Linked DNA regions of Mus musculus: all the other regions are linked to region 3. The links are chromatin contacts, called in public Hi-C maps. All regions are on one chromosome and are shown on one strand. The core of a region is the stretch at or near the end of the contact, and the rest is flanking DNA. Distances in the headings are between cores, read along the strand shown. Region 1 has its middle 8.0 kb from the start of Gm9733. Region 2 has its middle 56 kb from the start of Gm9733. Region 3 has its middle 37 kb from the start of Gm5150.

Region 1 (3,350 bases), core at 672-3,171, 700 kb before region 3:
AGCAGCTGGATGGATATGGAGGATATCATTCTGAGTGAGGTAACCGAATCACTAAAGAACAAACATGAGATGCACTCATGATATGTGGATATTAGCCGACAAATTTAATTCAAGATACAATTTGCAAAACTCATGAAAATCAAGAAGAAGGAAGACCAAAGTGTGGACACTTCATTCCTTCTTAGAATGGGGAACAAAATACACATGGAAGGAGTTACAGAGATAAAGTTCAGAGTTAAGACAGAAGGAAAGACCATCCAGAGACTGCCCCACCCGGGGATCCATCCCATATACAACCACCATACCCTGACACTACTGAATATGCCAGAAAGATTTTGCTGACAGGACCCTGAAATAGCTCTCTCTTGTGAGCCTATGCCAATGCCTGGCAAATACAGAAGTGGATGCTCACAGTCATCTATTGGATGGAACACAGGGCCCCTAATGAAGGAGCTAGAGAATGTACCCAAGGAGCTAAAGGGGTCTGCAACCCTATAGGAGAAACAAAGATATGAACTATCCAGTATCCCCCAGAGCTGTGTCTCTAGTTGCATGTGTAGCATAGGATGGCTTAGTCGGCCATCAATGGGAGGAGAAGCCCTTAATTTTGAGGGCATCATATGCCCCAGTACAGGGCAATGCCAGGGCTAGGAAGCGGGAGTGGGTAGATTGGGAAGCAGGGTGGGGGGAGGGTATAGGAGGCTTTGGGGATAGCATTTGAAATGTAAATGAAGAAAATATCTAATAAAAAAAAGGGAAAAAAGGGGAAAAAAAGAAAAATGCTTTAAAAATCAAGTCAAACAGCACCACTTAGAATTCAAGCAAACTTAAGTGAGGGGGAAATTCATGGCCTTATCCTTTCTCCCTTTCCTCCTTCATTTATTTTCTATCTTCCCCTCCCTTCCCTCTTCTGTCTTATCTCCCTGTTTATATCCTTCTTTCCTTCCCTTTCCCCATTCTGTCCTTTCCTTCCTGTTTTGACTTGGTTTTTGTTATATTGCTGAGGCTTCAACATAGTACTTCATGCTCACTAAGCACCTATTGCATCACTGAGCTCTACCACAGCTCCTGTACTACAGAAACAAAAATCAAGCGTTGCCTGTGAGAAGATCTGAGAAGACCATACTTAATTATTGAAATTTACACTTGAAAGAGAAAGATTTACTATGCAGAAGCTATTATTTTAAAATTAGGGATCGTTAATATATTTGGACCCTAGCTTTTGAATCTCATTATATATTGTATATTTACATTTTCAGACTAACTTTAGAAAAGAAACATTTTTTCATGCATTCTTTCTTAATTCATGTTCAAACTTTCAGAATTATAAAGAATTGTGTGGCTTGTTTCTGTAATTTTATACATGCAGATATATTTTCTCCAGAAGTACAGTGTCATGAATATTCTTCAGATATCATGTATCAAAAGCAAGCATTTCAAATGATCCAATATTTAAAAATATTTATTATACTCCAAAGTATGATACTGAGATCTGCCTTACATTTCAAACAATGGTGGAGCTATGTATGAACAAGTCAACTTATGAAAGGCAGAAATTATATCAGCCTACAGGTACAAAGGTTTAGATTCTATGTTGGTAGACCAAAGCCATAGCAGCAGGAAAAACTGTTTGCATACCACAGCTTCAAACAGAAGGCTGATAAAATGAAGGAAATGACATGAGTCTTTTGAAACATCAAGTCCACTCCTAGTGACACATTTTCTAAACCTTCCCAAACAGTTCCACCAACTGGGATGAATTAGTTAAACGTATCCTGGGTTCTGAATTGAATGAGGCAGAGAGGTAGAAATGTGTGAGCACATACTGTTTTCTTCTTCCTGACTGTATATATCTACTTCCTAGTACTGTACTTCCTCAGTAAAATGTACTATACCCTCCCACAGTGAGCCAAAATAATGAGTACTTCCTTATTTAAATTGCTTCTATCAGGATATTTCATACCAGAAATAGGAAAGGTCTCTTAGACAGAAATTATCCTTGTTCTGGTCTGAACCACATTGTGATCTGAAATCCAGTCCTGTGGTTTCTTATTTGCATATTTCTAGATCATCATCTTGCTGGAGGAACTATTTTACCATAGCCTTATAGTAAAGTTCCACACAGAAAGTGATTTACTTGAAAAGGGAAATATCCATCCTCAGTTTCTTCTCATTTTCTTTCACTGGAAATGAAAGAATCAAGTCCAGGAGCGTGCAAAAACTATATCACATATCAATATTGTCTATATATCTATATTTTTATATAGATGAGATAGAGATATATACATATCACTATATTGCATATATGCATGTATGTACATACTATATATATATATTACATATCACTATATTGAAGCACAGATAATGTAGTTGCAAATGTTTGACTCATATCAAAATATAATATCATATAAAAATGTATAAATAAAATATCTAATAAGAATAAAAAACAAAAAATAGAAAAAATAAAAGCCTATAAAGTTTTTCAAAAAATTTTAAATATTTTGGAAAAGAAATGACTTGCCCATTTTAAAGACATTTGAAACCTTTTTTAGCTCATTTTAAAGCATTTATATGAGTGTATCTGCTTTTGTATATATGTATAAAATTATGTCTTATGTGTTTGTATGCATGAATATATATGTATTTATAAATATAAAAGCTAAATTAATTGCATTACTTGAGTGTGAAAAAAATCACACAAACTAATGTTATTACTTAACAGTATTTTTCCATTCACATTTATAGGATGATGAATGGTTTATAATATATCTCTCAGTTAAATGATACATAGCTCCAACAGTGTTTGAAATGTAAGGCAGATCTCAGTATCATACCTTGGAGTATAATAGATATTTTAAAATATTGGATCATTTGAAATGCTTGCTTTTGATACATGATATCAGAAGAATATTCATGACACTGTCCTTCAGGAGAAAAGATATCTACATGTATAAAAATTACAGAAACAAGCCACACAATTCTTTATAATTCTGAAAGTTTGAACATAAAGGATGAAAGAATGCATTAAAAACATTTCTTTTCTAGAGTTGGTCTGAAAATGTAAATATACACTATATAATTAGATTCAAAAGCTAGGGTCCAAATATGTTAACCATCCCTATTTTTAAAATAATAACTTCTCGCTATCAGCAATAGAAAAGTAACCAACACACCAGTATAACCCTTGTGGTTGTTTGAATAGGTTTGACTTGCATAGACTCATGTGTGTGAATGATTGGCCTAGAGGGAGTGACAATAGTAGGAGGTGTATTATTGTTGGCATATGTGTACCTTTGTGGAAGAAAGTGTCTCACTATGGGGTGGGCTTTGATATCCTGTTCTCAAGTTCT
Region 2 (3,099 bases), core at 311-2,810, 770 kb before region 3:
AAATCTTCAGTACAGGCTACATTGCATATTAGAAGCAAGTTGGTGAATTCTTCTGACAAATGGAGATTCTCCAGATACTTAAAAGTTACACTCATATAAGAATTTATCGAGGCCTAGGAAATAGGGGGGCATTCTGCTAAGAGCAGAACTCCCTGGTGCTAGCCTTCACAAGGCTCAAAGGAGTAGCATTAGGGCGTGAAATCCTTACCAGTCATTAAGCTGACCCAAGGCAGGACTGCTTTATCTTTACTGTAAACATTTACCTGGTTCCTGTAAATCCTTTTGAAGTCATTCCTTTGTTTTGTGTCAGGCAACTTCAATGTACTTTGCCTGCTGTGACTTCCTACCCCTTTTATTTTCTGTACTTTATAAGACTGGTGTTCACTTTGTGACAGTACATTCAGATTCTACACAATCTCGAGAGTTGGTCTGTCTGTCACCTGCTGGCACCTTGCCCACCTGCCCCAGAGACTCATTCCACGCAGACAAAGGGACCCAGAGGGTCTGTGGCACACCCAGACTGATTTCCAGAGTGGTTTTACCAGCTTACAATCTCACCAACAATGGAGGAGTGGTCCTCATTCTCGACATCCCCGCCAGCATCTGCTGGTACCTGAATTTTTTATCTTAGTCATTCTAGCTGTTATGAGGTGGAATGTCAGGGTTGTTTTGAGATTGGACTTGCAGTAATGGAAGAAGGGTTTAAGTTCTGCAGTTAACCCACCTGTATACCTGGCAGGAATTGCCAGCCCACTTGAATCCCTGATAGGAGTGGCCTGTGGGTTTCCAGAGAGTGCCTTCTAGAGGTGGGAGTTGTCATAAAGCAAGAAGTGGGGCGTTCATGAGAATATCTATGGGATGCATTGACAATGGAGGCAGAGAGGTAAGGATACAGGGGGTGTCCTGTTGTAGAGGAAGGGATGAAGTTCTTTGGTTTTGAGGAACAGAATGAGAATTGAAAATTTGGAGTTATCACACCCCATTCTCTGTTATAAATCAATCTCCAAACTTTTGAATATTTTAAACTCCCAGTGTGCTTTGAAAAATTGGGCACAATGTCCTCACTTGACTAAAACAAGACCTATCTGTAATCTATATCTAATAGAAACATGTATAAAATCTGTTTAATAACTGAGTGGACAGCACCATCATACTCAGAAAGTAATGATTCATTAAAATGCCTTGTTTGTTTGTTTGTTTGTTTGTTTGGCTCACAGGTAGTAGCTGTCATAGCCTATGGTTAGTCTTTCAACTATTTCCCTCCCTTCTTCATCGTCTACGTCCTTTCTCTGCCCTCCTTCTCTTTTCCTCTTTCCTTCTTTCTGAGTCTAGGTCTCATATCTTGGTATGTAGTTCTGGCTGGCCTGGAACACAAAGAAATAGATCCTCCTGACTTTGTTTCTGAGTGCAGAGAGTAGAGGAATGCACTGCCATGCCTGGTTTGAGCTCCTATATTATTATACCTGGGTTCATCTGCCTAGGGTAAGATTGCACACAGTGGAATAGACTCACCTTAGTTAGTCATTAAATGAATGTCACTTGGACTTGCCCACAGACCAGCAGCAAGCAGGAAATTGCTTAATTGAGGTTCCTGTTTTCGGGTGTGGAGGTCAGAGCTACAACTAGTTCTCATACCCACTGAAACACCACAGAAAAGACTTCTTTTTTAATTTTTTATTAGATTTTTTTAATTTACACTTCAAATGTTATCCCCTTTCTTTGTTTCCTCTCTGAAAACCGCCGATTCCATCTCCCTTCCCCCTGCTTACCAACACACCCACTTCTGCTTCCCTGTTCTCGAATTCCCCTACACTGGGGCATAGAGCCTTCTCAGGACCAAGGGCCTCTCCTCCGTTTGCTGTCCCACAAGGCCACCCTCTGCTACATAGGCAGCTGGAGCCATGGGTTCCTCCATGTGTATTCTTTGGTTGGTAGTTTAGTCCCTGGAGCACTGGGGTTTCTAGTGGGTTCATATTGTTGTTTTTCCTCCTATGGGGATGCAAACCCTTTCAACTCCTGAGGTCCTTTCTCTAGCTCCTCCATTGGAAACCTTGTGATCAGGCCAATGGTTGGCTGAGAGCATCCACCTCTGTATTTGTCAGAGACAGCTATATCAGACTCCTGTCAGCAAGGACTTTTTGGCATCCATAATAGTGTTTTGGTTTGGTGACTGTATATGGAATGGATCCCCAGGTGGGGAAGTCTCTGGATGGTCAGTCTCTGCTCCACACTTTGTCTCTGTATCTCTTCTAATGGGTATTTTGTTCCCACTTCTAAGAAGGACCAAATAGCCTCAAGCACAGAGGCACAGGGGAACATTTCCTGAACAGAGCACCAATAGCTTATGCTCTAAAATCAAGAATTAGCAAATGAAACCTCATAAAATTGCAAAGCTTCTGTAAGGCAAAGGACACTGTCAATAGGAAAAAAAAAACGGACACCAACAGATTGGGAAAAGATCTTTACCAACTCTACATCTGATACAGGGCTAATATCCAATACATACAAGCAACTCAAGAAGTTAGATTCCACAGAAACACATAACCCTATTAAAAGTGAGGTACAGAGCTCAACAAAGAATTTTCAACATCCTTAGTCATCAGAGAAATGCAAATCAAAACAACAGTGAGATTCCACCACACTCCAGTCAGAGTGGCTAAGATCAAAAACTCAAGTGACAGCAGATGCTGGTGAGGATGTAGAGAAAGAGGAACACTCTTCCATTGCTGCTGGGATTGCAAGATGGTACAACCACTCTGGAAATCAATTTGGTGGTTCCTCAGAAATTTTGACATAGTGCTACCTGAGGACCCAGCAATACCTCTCCTGGGCATATACTCAGAAGATGCTCCAACATGTAATAAGGACACATGCTCCACTATGTTCATACCAGCCTTTTTTTTTTTTTTTTTTTTTTTTGAGACAGGGTTTCTCTGTATAGCTCTGGCTGTCCTGGAACTCACTTTGTATACCAGGCTGGCCTCAAACTAAGAAATCTGCCTGCCTCTGCCTCCCGAGTGCTGGGATTAAAGGTGTGAGCCACCACTGCCCGGCTCATAGCAGCCTTATTTATAACAGCCAGAAGCTGGAAAGAACCCA
Region 3 (3,324 bases), core at 247-2,746:
GCAATCTAACAGGGTTGCCCTATCATGTTCAAATGATCTAACAACCATCAGGAATATATTTTCTTAACTGTCAGCAATCATGTCGTGCTGAGTAGTGGCTCTTACCTTCAGATGGGGCTTGGACTATCAGAGGGCTCCTGTGTCCTTCTAATTTATAACTTCTAAATGAGGAGGACCAAAGAGTTAAACAAATCATTACAAATACTTTTGTAATTGAAATGGCAAACTACACTCTAGTGCAATTAGTTGTTCTTTCCTCTTGCTTCAGAAGATTACTTTGACTTCTTTTGTTAAATAAGGGCTAAGCAATTTTTCAGAGACTTGATATATAGTACATACAATTTGGAAAATATGTAGAGCTGGGAGTTTGTCATATTTTAATACTTGTATGAATGATAGAGTTTTAAACATTATTCCTGTTGTCTAACTATATTCCACTACCTTTACAATCTACATTGCTGCACAAAACCTGATCAAAAAGAGACTGTAGAACAAAAGATTTGAAATGATATGCTAATGCTTCAGAAAATACTGTGGTTTTCTCCACATTATTCATAAAAGAAAGGATGAATCAATGTAGTCCACCTCAAAGGCATAAACTGTTGTTTTTCTGCAAGGTGAGAATCCAGGGCTGAAAGCATAGAAAGGAGCATCATAATCGCTTTTTGAAAATAAAATCCAGCAGTGAACATAAATGTCCTCCTTCATATCTTGTGTAAAAGTATAACTTTTTTAGCATTTCATAGTTGCATATCAAATGTAGGTCAATATTTACAAAAGGCACTAAACACTATTTTTTTTTGTTTTGATAAAGGTAATTCTTATTTGTGACAATGAGAAGCCATCATTGAATTTCACATTCTAAAATGTTATTATTGTTGTCTGTGCATGATGACTCTGTATATTGCAGCATGCGTATAGAGGTCAGAGCACAAACTCATGGACTTGACCCACCATGCAAGTTCTAGCATCAAACTTGTGTCATCAGGCTAGCATGCTTAAGTGTCCTTACCTACTGCGGATTCTACCAGGGCTCTTATATTTCTTTTTAATCGACTTATTTACACTTAGTTCTGGTCAGCCACAATACGAAAAAAGGCAACAGAAGATTTTATACCACTCATATTTTGCTACTCGCATCCCACCCTCCATCCTCTATGAAAGCCTCAGGCTGTATGACCTGGTGCTGTCTCTACAGCACACACACCTAGCATATTCTCTTTTCTGGAAGCATCTCCCCCTTCCTTGCCATATCAGCTTTTTCTTGGACAGTCCCTCCCTCTGGCTTCAGTTTCTCCTTTTCATTTGTTTCTCTTTATGGCTCAGAGGGTCTTGCCTTAGTGGTGAGTCAGCAAATACTTGACTGCATAGCCTCCTCCCCACCATTCCAAAATTCAAAACTGGAATTCAAATATCCAGGGAGGGAAAAGGTAAGGGGAGGAAAAGGTAGTTAGTTACTCTGGATCTCAGAACTTCCTGAGGTCAAGACAAAACATAACGCAAGGCTGACACCTAGTGGCTACCTACTTGCTGCAGGGGTCTGCCCTGCATTAAACTAAGTACAAAATGAGAAACAAAGGATATCTTGAAATCAGTGCTGGCAACATGACTGCTTCTGCCCATCCTTTCATGCTATTTTAAGTTCTAAGGATAATTGAGTCACTTCTATCCCTTATCTGAGGGTTCTGTCTGGCCCTCTCTTGCCTTCTGAGGATGTTTACCTGGGTTGATTTCCTCAGCTCCCTCCTCACTATCCTAGCAACTACTGGATCCTTGCACTTTCTGTTTACTGCCACACTAGTTTGAATGAAGCCTGTAAATCATTCTTAGAAATCTCCTTTCTATATAAGAGAGCAATCATCCTGTAAGTTCTATTACTATTGAAAATTCTAGTACAAAAAAAAAAAAAAAGAAAGAAAGTTAGAGATTCATGTCTGAAGCCCTCAGGCTTGCTCATCCTTTGGTTTTAGCCCTTTAAAACCAAAAGGGCTGTTTCCTTTCAGTCTAGCACACTTCTGGCCCCAGCAATCGAGTCACAGCTTCCAGGCTGGATTTTACTTTGGTATTAGAGCTCTGGCAGTCTTAATAACTAGGCTCAGTCACTTGTCCTCAGTAGGCCAGTCAAGGAGCTGAGAAAGTCAAAGGCAGAGAGAAATTTATTCAATGTGGCTGCACCAGGAAGGGGGTCTGACATAAGGCACAGGTTTAAATGGGGGAATGGAGAGACGGCTCATCAGTCAAGAGCTACTCTTCCAGTAGGCAGGGGATGTTTCCTTGGGCTCCAAGACTCCCTGTTCTCCTGGATTGTCTCTTCCTTCTCCTGCTCCTTTCCCACTGTGCCCAAGCCTTATACACGGGGCTTTGCTCCCAGGCTGCCTTCAGCCCCCCTTCCTTCTCCCTTACCCTTTATGGTCTCACATACTAAGACCCCGGATAGCGCTCCACTTACGTCTCGGTCTTTGCTGTTCTGCTTTCACTGTCATTTCTCTCCAGATGTTTACTAGTTACCAAATTGGTTTCTCAGCTGCATCCTTGTTAGCCTTCTTCCCCAGTGTGGTCAGGGGCATTTTCCCTATGACCTCACTTCTTTAAAGCTTCTTTCCACGGCAAATAAACTTCAGACCCAGCCCTGCCTGCTTGGCTCCTTATCTTGCTTCATCTCTGGGGTTTAGCTGATGAAAAATTAATAGTCTCTCTTTTCTCCTCACTTAACTACTTTGGTCTTCCTTCTTGAGCTTCATGTGGTCTATGAATTGTATCTTGGGTATTCCAAACTTTTGGGCTAATATCCACTTATCAATGAGTGCATACCATGCATGTTCTTTTTTGATTGGGTGACCTCACTCAGGATGATATTTTATAGTTCCATCCATTTGCCTAAGAATTTCATAAAGTCATTGTTTTTAGTAGCTAAGTAGTACTCCATTATGTAAATGTATCACATTTTCTGTATCCATCCCTCTGTTAAGGAACATCTGGGTTATTTCCAGCTTCTAGCTATTGTAAATAAGGCTGCTATGAACATAGTGGAGCATGTGTCCTTCTTATATGTTGGAGCATCTTTTGGGTATATGCCCAGGAGTGATATAGTTGGGTCCTCAGGTAATACTATGTCCAATTTTCTGAGGAACTTCCAGTGTGGTTGTACAAGCTTGCAATCCCACCAGCAATGGAGGAGTGTTCCTCTTTCTCCACATCCTCTCCAGCATCTTCTGTCACCTGAGTTGTTGATCTGACTGGTGTGAGGTGGAATCTCAGGGTTGTGATGATTTGCATTTCCCTGATAACTAAGGACTTTGAATATTTCTTTATGTGCTTCTTGAC

What was found. Hi-C and Micro-C count contacts between places; a contact is called where the count stands out from the background.
Region 1: a Hi-C map of bone marrow-derived macrophages shows a contact between it and region 3, with 13 read pairs. The contact joins two enhancer-like sites. A contact is called at or near these places in 6 of 39 promoter capture datasets (cranial neural crest, embryonic stem cells, hippocampal neurons and 2 more), 1 of 484 Hi-C or Micro-C datasets (bone marrow-derived macrophages), 1 of 115 datasets of contacts at active chromatin or transcription factors (the 230-238 cell line) and 3 of 9 other capture datasets (adipose tissue, liver and macrophages).
Region 2: a Hi-C map of bone marrow-derived macrophages shows a contact between it and region 3, with 11 read pairs. The contact joins two enhancer-like sites. A contact is called at or near these places in 7 of 15 datasets of contacts at CTCF or cohesin (embryonic stem cells, hippocampal excitatory neurons, large pre-B cells and 3 more), 11 of 484 Hi-C or Micro-C datasets (the G1E-ER4 cell line, LSK cells, bone marrow-derived macrophages and 5 more) and 1 of 115 datasets of contacts at active chromatin or transcription factors (bone marrow-derived macrophages).

Annotation. Positions count from the first base shown.
Region 1 is chr3:15,338,615-15,341,964 of GRCm38.p6, forward strand. No RefSeq gene overlaps it. Among named protein-coding and RNA genes, the nearest start is that of Gm9733, 8.0 kb to the left of the region's middle. Within about 2 kb of position 1,922, at least 4 of the 459 cell types and tissues checked have an H3K27ac peak or open chromatin away from gene starts, as enhancers often do. A contact at or near this core is called in bone marrow-derived macrophages, where this site is marked.
Region 2 is chr3:15,274,526-15,277,624 of GRCm38.p6, forward strand. No RefSeq gene overlaps it. Among named protein-coding and RNA genes, the nearest start is that of Gm9733, 56 kb to the right of the region's middle. Within about 2 kb of position 1,561, at least 48 of the 459 cell types and tissues checked have an H3K27ac peak or open chromatin away from gene starts, as enhancers often do. A contact at or near this core is called in bone marrow-derived macrophages, where this site is marked.
Region 3 is chr3:16,042,030-16,045,353 of GRCm38.p6, forward strand. No RefSeq gene overlaps it. Among named protein-coding and RNA genes, the nearest start is that of Gm5150, 37 kb to the left of the region's middle. Within about 2 kb of position 1,497, at least 1 of the 459 cell types and tissues checked has an H3K27ac peak or open chromatin away from gene starts, as enhancers often do. A contact at or near this core is called in bone marrow-derived macrophages, where this site is marked.